Regions from separate parts of the Arabidopsis thaliana genome. Here region 2 is linked to region 1. Evidence: chromatin contacts called from public capture Hi-C data. All regions are on one chromosome and are shown on one strand. The core of a region is the stretch at or near the end of the contact, and the rest is flanking DNA. Distances in the headings are between cores, read along the strand shown. Region 1 holds the start of AT2G21850 (Cysteine/Histidine-rich C1 domain family protein). Region 2 holds the start of AT2G22200 (Integrase-type DNA-binding superfamily protein).

Region 1 (6,385 bases), core at 746-3,245:
CAATGGATGATATACATCTTTACACACCACACATGAAACAAGTGAGCTTTCATTGATCAGACGATACACAAATGTTGAAAGCCTAAGCGATGACATATGTATGGTCTTGTCTTTTCCACACACCACCTCTTCACATATATCGCAAGCCATGGAGTATGACTTTGAGACCATTATTTGATCCAACAAATGCTCTTTTTGAATGCATCCACTCATCGCTGTACAGCTTCCAATGATTTTTTGCCCCCTTTGTGACTCCGTAAATAAGTGTTTACCTCTAAATATGCAATTGGTATGGATGACAAAATTGCATATGCGACAAAAGAGATTGAACCCTTTTATATCATCTCTGCAAATGTCACAATTCATAGTAACATCTGTGCCTGCAGGGGCATCTGGTAAGAGTGTCAGAAAATGCTTATGAACTCGATGCTTCAATGGTCGCCCTAGCTCTGCGCAGAAACTATGCGCCTGGAAGCTGCACGTCTCGCATTTACATGGGCTACCGCGTATTTTTGTCCGACAGATGTTGCACTTTGCTTTTTCATCAAGCTCACGGAAATCAACGAATCGCATCACATGTATATGCCCCTTCATAGTATTGACCTGGATTAATCAAGGGAAGGGCAGTCACAACCAATATATGAATGAAAAGAGTTAACAATTTTTGATTTTTTCACTAGTCTATCAGTTGTAATGAAAATCTATACCATAAGTTCGGCTTTTGGCTCATTGGTATCATGGTCCAGTTGATATGTTGAACTAGTGTTGTCTTTGCTGCAAGGGTAAAGATCTTTCAAGTATAGTGGGGAAGGGGCAGCCTGTAGATTATAATAAAGAATAAATCGTCATCGTTTCACCACCAACATCATTAATAAGAAAACAGTAATTACCTTGCGTAGAATGCATTCAATGTGGCCTAGAAAATCACATTCGTCACAGGAATAAGCATGATGTCCTGCATACACCATTGTCTCGCAAACGCCACAATACTCCAAAAATTCATCCTCATATGGGAGAAATTTGCACACAAGTGGATGAATGTGATGAGACTTCTCGACCACAAACTCAGGTATCTCAAGACACTCGAAATGGAAAACCATAGAGCATTGTATGCAGTAAAAAAAAGAGTCAAGAGATATCACAATACTTCTCCTGCATATTTGACATTGATCATTCTCTGTGAAACTTATGTGAGATTTAGTTCTATAAATCAACCTGTGCGGATGAGACTTGTGCATCAGCCCTCGCAAAAAGGAATCTAAACACCTCAAGTGAGCGTCAAAATCGCATTCTAGGCAACCAAATGGGACACCAGCGATACTTTCCCCGCATATATGACAGAGACTAGTTCGTGTGTAATCAAGCCGTTTGAGAGGGTGTGCAAGATGCACAGGATGTGCAATCTCTCTCGGAAAATGAATACAGCGTTCGTGAACAAATGAGTAACAATGAACGCAACCATAACAAACGGAAGAGGGAGAGAGGGGAAGCTCACAGAGAAGGCAAGAACCTCTAGCGTCTGGTCCGGGTCTACACCTCTTAAGCAAGTGGCAATGGCTGTAATGGAGCAAGTCTTTGCTATCCCAGCCCCTGAAGATGCTCGCAATGAGCGCACAGCCCATGTCCAAGTATATCTCACACTCTTTACACTTATAGAAAGAGCCAGAAGTCATGTTGCCACACCCGGAGCATACGACGTGTTCAGGTTTCTGATCGTACTGGTGCAGACAAAATTCCAGAGGATGATCCGGATGGAAATCGTGCCAGACCTTCTGCGGAAGTTGAGAGCAACCTTTACAGAGACTGAAATCGCAAGGGCTACATGCCAACTCGACAAGGTCATCTTTGTAGCAAATGCTGCAAATCCCGTCGACGGCGATCTTGGGTGAAGTCAATGGGCATTCATGGGAGAAATGCTTGAGCTCTGCCATCGAAGTCAACGAGAGATGAGATCCAAAGTTTTTTTTTTTAGATTTAAGATAGTGGGAGGAGTGCACGAAACAAGTCGTTCTGTTTTATTAAATCGTATACAATGTTTAACGGGCTTACATATACATCTACGAAATTTCACTAAGCCCACAAGTAGGAGTGTCGAAATGGGTAACCCAACTCAACTCAACTCATTATCAAATCAGTTTAGAGTTAAATGATTAAATGGGTTGACCCAACCCATAACTCATTTCATTTGATGAGTTGAGTTGTTAAATAGATTATCCCACGTAATAATTTAATTAATTATTATTATAAAACAATAATAAATAATTATCATTATTAATAATTATTAATTTATTATCATCAAACTTAAGATATTTTCGGATTCCATTTTTTACGGGGTTTACGTTTTTGGCGGGAAAATCATGGATTTACGTTTTTGGCAGAAAAATTACAGATTTACGTTTTTGTCGGAAAAATCACGGGTTTACTTTTTTGGCGGGAAAATTACGGGTTTACGTTTTTAGCAGGAAAATCATGGGTTTAAGTTTTTTGGCCGGTAAATTACGGGTTAACATTTTTGGCGGGAAAATTACGGATTTACGTTTTTGGCGAGAAAATCACGGGTTTATGTTTTTAGCGGGAAAATTAGGGGTTTACGTTTTCGGCGGGAAAATCATGGGTTTACTTTTTTTGCGGGAAAATTAGGGGTTTACGTTTTTTGGCGGGAAAATTACGGGTTTACATTTTTGGCGGGAAAATCACGAGTTTTTCGTTTTTGGCGGGAAAATCACGGGTTTACTTTTTTGGCGGGAAAATTACGGGTTTATGTTTTTTGGTGGAAAATTACGAGTTTACTTCTTTTCAATTTCATAGCTTGTATATTTAAGAAATTTGGAAAATATTGATTTTATTAAATTAGTTTAGATGTGTTGGTTAAACTTAAATTGGTATTGGTTTAGAGATTTTAGTTGGTTTAATTCAATTTTACAAAATTTGATGGGTTAATTGGATAAACCATTGAAACTATTAACCATTACAACTCAACTCATTTTATTCATCAAACTAATTGATTCAAGAACTCATTTGACCCATCAACTCATTTGAGTCAATATTTTCAACTCATTAGGGTTCATGAATTGAGTTGAGTTGACCGATGAATTTTGACCCATTTTGACAACCCTACCCACAAGAGAAGAGTTTAAATATGAGAATTTCGTAATCTACAATGGAAAATATCGTATGCTATTATTCGGGGTACACATACTGTAAGTTGCAAATACGTTAATATATCATTAAAAAATGTAGTCATAAAATTCAATCATATTTAATATTAGACACAATATATTTAATATATAAATTTTAATATAAAATATTATAGTAACGTTTATTAAAGATATGTAAATGAAGCAAATTCATTTGATGTGTTAATTAGTCATTGATTATAGTATTCTATTAGGATTTAATTCGCGGTATACCGCATGACAATATTTTTATTTTATAGATTTTAGATAATAATTAATAATTTATTGGATTTTTAAATTCATAATGTAAAAACATATTTCTCATTTAATTATATTATATTAGAATTAATATAGTTGAAATGCAAAAAGATTGTTTCCTGAGTTTTTGTATTTGTTACATAAATGTGTTAATTGTATTGATGTACTTAGAAGATTTGTAGGTGTAGAAGTGATATAGTGTTAATATTGGTAAATATTTATAATCATGGACTATAATAATAATTTGATATTATTTTCTATCTAAAATATTACTCCACTGTACATTAATGATCGATTTTTTAAAATGAAAAACCTTAAATTTTAAGTTGTATTTGTTTTGTTAGTATTATTTGGGTTGTTTAGTGTTTAAGATTATATCATTTTATTTTTTGTTTTAAATTTAGGATTTCACTTGTGGTATACCATATCATATTAGTATCAATCCAAACTTGTTCCACCATATAACTCCGTCCCGTAAAATTAAACAGCATTTTGTTATTTTTTGTTTAATAATATTTTTAATTAAAAACATATTTAAAAGTTTCAATTTTTATGGAATGCATTCGGTCTCAAATTAAACATCATTTTATGGAATGCATTCAGTCTAAAAATTTTACAATGTCGTGAAAGCGTTGATAACTGCCTAACCAAATATAGATAACACATGTAGAATAGTAACGTGAGAGTAATTGGGCTTATTTAATAACGAAAGTAGTGAACTAGAGGTAGAAGCTTGAAATATGTAGGAAATTTTGCAAAATCTGCCATATTATTGGTCCAATCTTACAATTTCTACCATATTCTAGTTCAGCTTACAATATCTACCACATTTTACTTCACTTGGTAATTCGTGGACAAAAATGCCCTTAAAGTGGGTCAGGGACTGACTTAGATGGTGACAGCTTTTAACTGATGTGATGATACATGACAAAAAATCATGGTGGAAACATAAAAGATTAGGAGAGAGAATAGTGGAGAACAGCTGGCTTCTACTGTTATTGGGTATTTAAAATTGACTTGTTTAAAAAAATTGGTTATCCAAAATTCTGCGGGGGACAACGTAATATATAATACATTAGGAGACATGATTACCTGCTAGCGGGAGACAACGTAATATATAATGCATTAGGGGACATGATTACCTGTTAGCGGAGAAATTCTGCGGGGGACAACGTAATATATAATACATTAGGAGATGTGATTACCTGCTAGCGGGGGACAACGTAATATATAATGCATTAGGGGACATAATTACCTGTTAGCGGAGTACAACTGGTGACAGACTTTTGTTTTAGTCTCCAGATCTTGTCCCCGAATAGAAATCTGTTGCATCTACGTTTTGTTTTCGATTTCATCATCTTGCTCTATTATTATGAATCCTACACGTTATATGCAATTGTTCTCATTTAAGAATTTTAAATTTTATTTAGATTTTTCGTCATCTATTTTGGTCCACAGATTAGTTGAGCGTTATTGTCTTCACCTACACGTTTACATATTTTAATAATATATTATATCGGGGACAAGTTCATATCGAATGAGTAATAGAATTAGATCGGGGACAAATTCAGATCGAATAATAGACAAGATGATATGTAATAACTGGATGTTTTTGTTATTTTACAATAGAAGAAAAAAAAATCGTGTCGGTGAAAACAATAATGCTCAACTAATCTGTGGACCAAAATAAATGGTGAAAATCTAAATCAAATTAGAAACCTTAAATGAGAATAATTGGTGGATAAAATGTGGGATTCATGATAATATTGAAAGATGGTGAAAATCGGAGACAAGATCTAGACATAACGGAAAATTTATGATGAATAGAAATTAGGGGACAAAATAAATTAAAAGTTATATGTAAAGAATATGTGCACGTTGTCAGGAGAAGTGAGAGAGACAAAAACGTTTCATTTTGTCTTCGGAAAGATAGTGATGTGTGGTTAAAGCGCACGGATCTCGAGAAAGGAGAAACAAAATAGAGAAGAAATGGTGAGGGCAATATAGATATTTTAAGTGGAAATGTGGTATGATGTGTAAGGGAGGAAAAATTATGGTAAATTGCATAAGAAATTGAGAAAATATGGTAAATTTTATAATTTTTCCAAATATTTATAGTTTTTAGTTTGTTGGGCTTCGAAGATATACTAGATTTTAACCGCGGTACACTGTGGGTACAATTTATTTTTTAAAGTTAGTATATATAAAAATTTACAAATTTTATGTATCTATAAAATATTTTTATTTTATAGTTTACAGTTGTTATTAAGTAACGTCCTGCCAAACCCGTCTTGTAAAAAAAAATCATTTATGATATGTTTATGAATCATTGTCTAAATATTTTAGTCGATGCGCGACGTTGAACCCACACATTTTTTCGCCAATTGGTTAATATATGTTCATTTTTAAAATTTTGAATCACAAAATATGACGGAAATGTTTTTTGAGATTTTTAAAAACTTTATATATTATATAATGATGTTAAAAAATTGTGATATATTAAACGTTTAGAATATTTAAATATGTGAAATCTTTAAAAATTAAATAAGAAAATTTTAAATTAATTTGAATTATAATTGTTTTATAAAAGTATTATTAAAAAAAAATGTTTAATTTCACCGAACGGGATTAGATGGTAGGACGGGTTTATAATATTATTATATATATACTTTACAACAATTAAATAATCATTTGAAGAAAGAAAACTTTTAAATTGATTTGAATTATACATCTTTTAAACTAAAATATTATTAAAACAAAATAACAAAATAATGTTTAATTTTTCTGAACGGGGTTAGATGGTATGACGGGTTTGGGTCGATAGTAATACAAGACGGTATACCACGGGTGAAATCCATTAAATATGTTTAATTCCACTGAACGGGATTAGATGGTATGACGGGTTTGGATCGATAGTAATACGAGACAGTATACTACAGATGAAATCTTAG
Region 2 (6,960 bases), core at 3,128-5,627, 130 kb before region 1:
TCTTGGATTGCCAATCCTAAAGTGTCTTGAGGTTGGACGCAAATATTTTCAAAAATCTTTCGATTTCGCGCTTTCCAAATATACCACATGATCCACGGAAAAATCCGTAGGCTCTCCTCGCTAGCTCCAATCTCCTTTGCTCTCCAATACAAATAATCCAGATTATTGTATATAGAGGGCGACGGAAACCTAGATAGAGAGGAGGGAATACCGGACAAAGCCCAGACTTGTCTCGCTGGTGGACAATCAAATAGCAAATGGTTGATGGTTTCCTCATTAGCCCCACATCTGGGACACTTTTTATCTCTACCAATATGGCGAAAATGTAGTCGTTGACATGTTGCCAAACAACCTGACACACATTGCCACACAAAATGCTTAAGCTTTCGTGTAGTTTTTAACTTCCACGCTTGCGCCTTTAGTGCTGAAACACTAGGTCCCTGAAAAGGGTGGTCACAAGACGGGCGAGAGATAGCTCTCGCGGCTTCATATCCTGTCTTGACGGTATAATTACCTGATTTGGTCATAGTCCAACTATATCCATCTCGCGAGGCATTTAAGCTCGGTTTTATCCCTAAAATGAGGGTAATATCTTTGGGGGGGAAGAGCTCACGTAACCGATCTACTTTCCACTGTTTCGTTTCAAAATCAATCAAGGTATTTACATAGATCAGAGGTTTTCTATCCGTAGCTAGACCTTTCGGTGGTCTTGGGGAGATATCTGGGATCCATGGATCAGTCCAAATACAAGTCTCAAAACCCGACCCAATGGTCCTACGAATCCCGGCCTTGAGAACATGTTTGGCAGCAAGCATACTCCTCCAGCCATACGATGGCCGATTGGATACTGTAATCTCTAATGGGCTACTATATCTGAAGTATCTTCCCTTAAGGATTCGACTAAGGAGGGAGTCCGGGAATCTTAAGAGTCGCCATAATTGCTTCGCCAAAAGTGCGAGTTAAAGTCTTCAAGGGTCCTGAATCCTAGACCCCCATCAGATAGTTGAGTACATAGTTGGTCCCATGCAATCCAATGTAACCCTTTACTATCCGCTTTGTTACTCCACCAAAATTTGGCGATCGCACTACTTAGCTTGGAAGTAACCGCTTTTGGTAGGAGGAAGCACGACATAACATATGTCGGAAGGGCTTGGGCTTGAGATTTGATCAGCACTTCTTTCCCTCCTTTGGAGAGAAATTTGGATGTCCACGTGTTTACCCTTGTTTGTAATCTATCTCTCGCAAAAGCAAAGACTTGAGCTTTGGATCCATGAATCTTTTCAGGGAGTCCTAGATAAGTTTCCATACCACCTTCTTGCGAAATCCCCATTCTTGTCTTTATCTCTTGTCGAATAGAAGGGGAAACCTCATTACCAAACATAATGGATGATTTTGCTAGGTTAATCTCTTGCCCTGAAACCCTTTTGGATCGCCGTTTAACAAGACCCTATAAGTCACTGATGTAATGCACTGCATTATCCAACCAATCCATCTTGGGTCAAAACCCATTTTTTCCATTAATGCACGTAGAAAATCTCACTCTACTCTATCATAGGCCTTGCTCATATCAGTTTTGAGTGCCATAAAATTCTTTCGGTTCGATGGGTTAGAACGGAGTGCGTGAAAATTTTCTTGAGCAATAAAAATATTATCAGTGATTAATCGTCCCGCTACAAACGCGGATTGTGTCTCGGATATAAGCTCTGGAAGAAACTTCTTGAGGCGTAGACTCAGAATTTTTGACACCACTTTATAGCTTACATTACATTAACTAATAGGACGGAAACCAGACATTTCCCTAGGCCTATCCCCTTTTGGGATAAGGCAAATGTTGGTCTCATTTAGCTTTCCATCAAAGATACCAGATCTAAAGAAATTCTTCACCAAATTGGTGAGATCACCTTTTATAATGTCCCAAAAACGTTGGTAAAAAAGTGCCATCATCCCGTCTGATCCTGGTGCTTTTCCCGGGTTTAATGAGAATAAAGCTCTTTTCACCTCCTCTTCTGTAACCTCCTTGGTTAGAGCCTCGTTCATCCTTGGAGTAACCGCAACATGGACATCTTTAAGGACATTAGTGGGATCTCTCGAAACCGAGGAAGAAAAGAAGTTATCAAAGTAGCTCACGGCGACTTTCTCGATACCTTCTTCATTATCAACCCACACTCTATTTTGATCGAGGATACCAATTATTCTGTTCCTAGCCCGCCTTTGTTTAGTTGAAGCGTGAAAATATTTGGTATTTGTATCTCCTAATACCATCCAAACTTGTCTACTCTTTTGGTACCAAAAGATTTCTTATAAGTACCATAATTTGATTTGAGGAAAGTTGACTGAACAACCGCAAGAAGCGTAAATGGACTAAACCCATAGTAATTGATTCATGATGAATCAATATGTAACGTGAAACTTTACAAAGGAGAAATCTAGTGGAGTTTAGCAAACGAATCGATTTTATGACTGGACCACATATTAAATTACATAATAAATCACATAATCTGTAAATATTTTAATAACATATTTATTTGTCACACCAACATTCGCATGGATCATTTTCATTCCAAAAAAAAAAGAAAGAAGAAGAAAAAAATACTCACATGGATGATGTTATTAGTATTATAATTGTTATTCTATTATGCGGAAGCATTAAACCAGAACACATATCTTAGCCAATTTAGTAACAAATTTGTCACGGAATTGACTGGTAATCAATGTAGAGATTGGAAATCAACCACAAATCAACGTTCAATTGCTTTTCCTTTTGTTCTTTCAAAGCTTTCTCTCTATAAAACGTTCTTTTTATCCATCTAAAGTTCTCTTTGTGTCAATGGGCACAAAGCTCATCAAAGCTCTTTTTTTGTCTCTCTACAATCATCTTTTCATCTTAGTATAATCGTATTCTTTGGGAATTAACTTTCCAATTACCGGTTCGATATACTGTCATATCATGGGCGTAATACGATTATAAAGTATAAACCAACAATAACCTATTCCTATTTTTTTCTATCTACCTCGTACTTTTAATCTATGTTGCATAGCAACAGAAACGGAAACACGGAAACGAAACGTTTCGAAAACCGAAAACAATTTTTTTTTAAAATTAAGGAACGCAAACGTTTTGGAAACTTAGACATATATATATATATATATATATATATTTTAAACAACAAAAATCTAAAACATAAATATCAAATAGATAAAGTAAAATTCTTAAAAATAAAGATTAAAAAGCGTAATATCAAATATTTAGACCATCATTTTCATTAGTTCCATTAAAAATCATATGAAGCACATGAGATTTGATTCGTCGAGAGAAAGATCTTAAAACTTGAGTCTCCCAAAATTAGTTAAATCTTTATCTTTCCAAACTTTTATTATTATTAAGTTTCCAAAGTAAAAAAATAAGATTTTTTGCGTTTCTAAAATATAAAAAATTTCATCGTGTTTCCAAATATAAAATTTTAGGAAACGCGTTTTTGTGAATTTCCATCGAATTTCCAAGAGTTTCCGTTTTCTGAAATGTTTCGGAAACGGAAAACGCACTGCGGAGAGAATTTCCATGCAATTAGCTTTTAATATATTTGTCCAAATGAAAGTAAAATGTTCATAATATAAAAGGTGCCATATTCCAAGAGTTATTGGTCCTTTCACTTGATCGTTAAATGGTTGGAAAGCAAATTGGCCTTTCAACGAATCCTAGAATCAACAATTCATTTGTTTTTATTTTCTAGCTCCTACAAAATTCTATATCTAAATAATAATATTGTTAATCAATTAATTAGTTTTTTTCAGGGTATATATTCTGTATATATTATTAAATAAAAGTTCGAAAAAAGAAATTAAATGTGGAAAGCATGTAGCTACAATAACTCCCCAACCAACCATGTGTGTTAAACTTTCACCACTTTATCTTCAACCTTATCATCATATATATATTTTTTGAAAATTTCTAACAACATATAATCTTACAAATAGACTTGAGTATTCATCTAAAAGTATAGTTACATGATTAGGTCACTAAACAAATTTTTAAATTTTCAACTTGTGGAAGTTGTGATTAATTTGATTTTTAAGCTCCATTTCCATCATACAGAATATTGGTACAACAAATTATCCTCCAACATTGAGTCATATATTACGTGTTCAACTTCAAAGTAAAACATGTCTAAATTCACAACCGAAAACCCACATATTATAGAGAACTTGCCCCATATAGCCCCTATATTATATTCCCCGGAAACGGCTAGATCCAAAGCACATGTAGACATGGCAATTTCCTATTGGTTTACTCCGGCCATGGATTGATTAAAACGATTATTGCCTTAAATATTCAGACGAATTCAATGGCCTTTAAAAGGCGGAGAGCTTCAGAACAAGCAACATAACGAGAGATTTTTTATATATAAAAAATAAAGGAAGCACGAGTTCACCTTAAAAATTTGAGTTTCTCTTTTCTTGACCCTGAAGTTTCGTTTTGATCAATTTCACCCATTTCTTTGTTCGTCGTCTTTTCTTTCAAAAGGGTTTCATCTTTGTATTATAAAAATCCAAACTTTATATCTTCACAAGCAGCAAAGATCTCTATTTCAATCCTCTCATGGAAACTGCTTCTCTTTCTTTCCCTGTCCCAAACACGAGCTTCGGTGTAAACAAATCTATGCCTCTCGGTCTAAACCAGCTCACACCATACCAAATTCATCAGATTCAGAACCAGCTTAACCATAGACGTAGCACAATCTCAAACCTCTCTCCAAACCGTATCAGAATGAAGAACTTAACACCTTCTACCTCCAAAACCAAGAATCTCTACAGAGGCGTAAGGCAAAGGCACTGGGGGAAATGGGTCGCTGAGATCCGTTTGCCCAAGAACCGGACCCGTCTCTGGCTCGGGACATTCGAAACCGCCGAAAAAGCCGCCTTAGCTTACGACCAAGCTGCTTTTCAGCTCCGTGGAGATATCGCGAAGCTTAACTTCCCAAACCTCATACACGAAGACATGAATCCTCTCCCTTCCTCTGTTGATACCAAGCTTCAAGCTATCTGCAAAAGTTTGAGAAAAACAGAGGAAATTTGCTCTGTTTCTGATCAAACAAAGGAGTACTCTGTTTACTCTGTTTCAGATAAAACAGAGCTTTTCCTGCCAAAAGCAGAGCTTTTCTTGCCTAAAAGAGAGCATTTGGAGACAAATGAGCTCTCTAATGAGTCACCGAGAAGCGATGAGACCTCGTTGTTGGATGAGTCGCAGGCGGAATATTCATCGTCGGATAAAACATTCCTGGATTTCTCGGATACTGAGTTTGAAGAGATTGGAAGTTTCGGGCTTCGGAAGTTTCCTTCGGTGGAGATTGATTGGGATGCAATTAGTAAACTGGCCAATTCTTAAAGTCTTCTATTTTATATTAATCTTCTGTGCAACTGAAATTTTCAACAAGTTGCAGATGAGTTTATTAGGTTTGAATCTGTCCTAGTTTTCTTTGTTGGTCGTATAGAGTTTTACTATGTAGCTAATCTCCATGTTTGGTTTGGCTTGGTAAGTTTTTAAGGTCCTCGTCATCAACAAACCGGAGAAAGTTTATGTATTCAAAAGCTATGTATTATATCCTCACATCTACTTATGAGAGTGAGATCAAAGTTTGTAAAATGAAGTCTTGATTTCTTCTTTTAGTTCTCTCTTTTTTAAAACCAAATGTATTTCTTTTTTTTGTGTTTCTTATTATGCATGCTAATTCCTGATTTCAGTTTACGAATGTATTTTATTTCATTTTTCAATCCTCTGTTTCAACTTGAAGCTACTCTTGACAACCCAATCGGAGCCAAAATACCTTTGGGCCTTCTCGGCCTTGTTTTAGTGCCCAACATCAAGATTGGATAAGATATATAAATACGAAGCCCAAAAGATATGGAATTGTAAGGACTAAAGACGATTAAGTATATTTTTTCCAATATGGTGGTATATTTGTGAGGAGTATTGATTTTTTTTAATCACAAAATGATGGTTAATTATATATTAGTAGTTAGTATGGAGTACCTTTCAATTCTATATAACGTTACTGTCAAATTTTTAGATATTGAGTTAAGTAATTAAAAAATCGCGTCAAGTTATTGATAAAAAATAGGTTTATGGTTAATGCAAGACACGTAGAAAAAGCATAATTCCAACACTAATATCTCCATCACCAACTGTTTCCGTTGATACCGTTGAGTGCCTTTGATTCTACAAAAAAAAGCCATGATTACTTATTTTATGGGGTTGGTGACTCTTCTTTTACATCCTGCATTGTGTTTTTTAATTATAGAAATGAACACACTTCGTTCTCTTATGCATAAGCTTGAATGTTATTTAGCAAATTAACCATATAATCTATCGTTTATTGTTGCATTTGTTCTTGATTTATGATGCTAAAGACGTTTATTTGGCAAATTAACACTATCGTCTATCGTTTGTTGTGTGTTTTGTTTGATAGATCGTGTAGAATATAGTGATTATATCGACTGAAAATCGAGGAAAACATAAGTGATTCATTTTAAGGATTAGCGACTTTTGGAGAAAGTGAAGAGTTATCTAAGACACTCTCCTTTTAAGCCATTCATAGATAATATTGTATGCAGACACTAGTTGATTTTGTTATTCAATAGGAATTTATATATTTATCTTGGCAAATTTGCCCAATTCTCTACTACCTTCCTCTCTTTTTTTTATGAACAGTGGGTGGGGTTTACTACATTTAAAAATAAATTTTACAATTATGAATTGCTTTTCATGTGAATTCATTCAAAGAATTAAAGAAAACTCGAAAGTGAAACTGTTGTTCCAGCAACAAACTTTTTCAAAATCACTCTTTTAATATGATTCAGAATCAATCATTTTAAATAGTGATTTTACTAGTCTTGTACCAGATCACATAATAATTTATTTTTAGCTAAAAGCATGAAAGTATATCTAGACTTCGTGCTTTATTG

Evidence for each region. Capture Hi-C pulls out chosen DNA fragments and counts their contacts.
Region 2: a contact with region 1 is called in a capture Hi-C map of seedling, with 1.7 times the contacts expected there. The contact joins the promoter of AT2G22200 here to the promoter of AT2G21850 in region 1.

What each region holds. Positions count from the first base shown.
Region 1 is chr2:9,310,814-9,317,198 of TAIR10.1, reverse strand. It overlaps AT2G21850 (Cysteine/Histidine-rich C1 domain family protein), which reads right to left and starts at 1,995. Exons shown (of 5, transcript NM_127754.4): 1 at 891-1,995; 2 at 708-818; 3 at 1-603. The coding sequence starts at 1,931.
Region 2 is chr2:9,441,845-9,448,804 of TAIR10.1, reverse strand. It overlaps AT2G22200 (Integrase-type DNA-binding superfamily protein), which reads left to right and starts at 4,377. Exons shown (of 1, transcript NM_127788.4): 1 at 4,377-5,732. The coding sequence starts at 4,598. The coding sequence ends at 5,383. It also overlaps the pseudogene AT2G22210.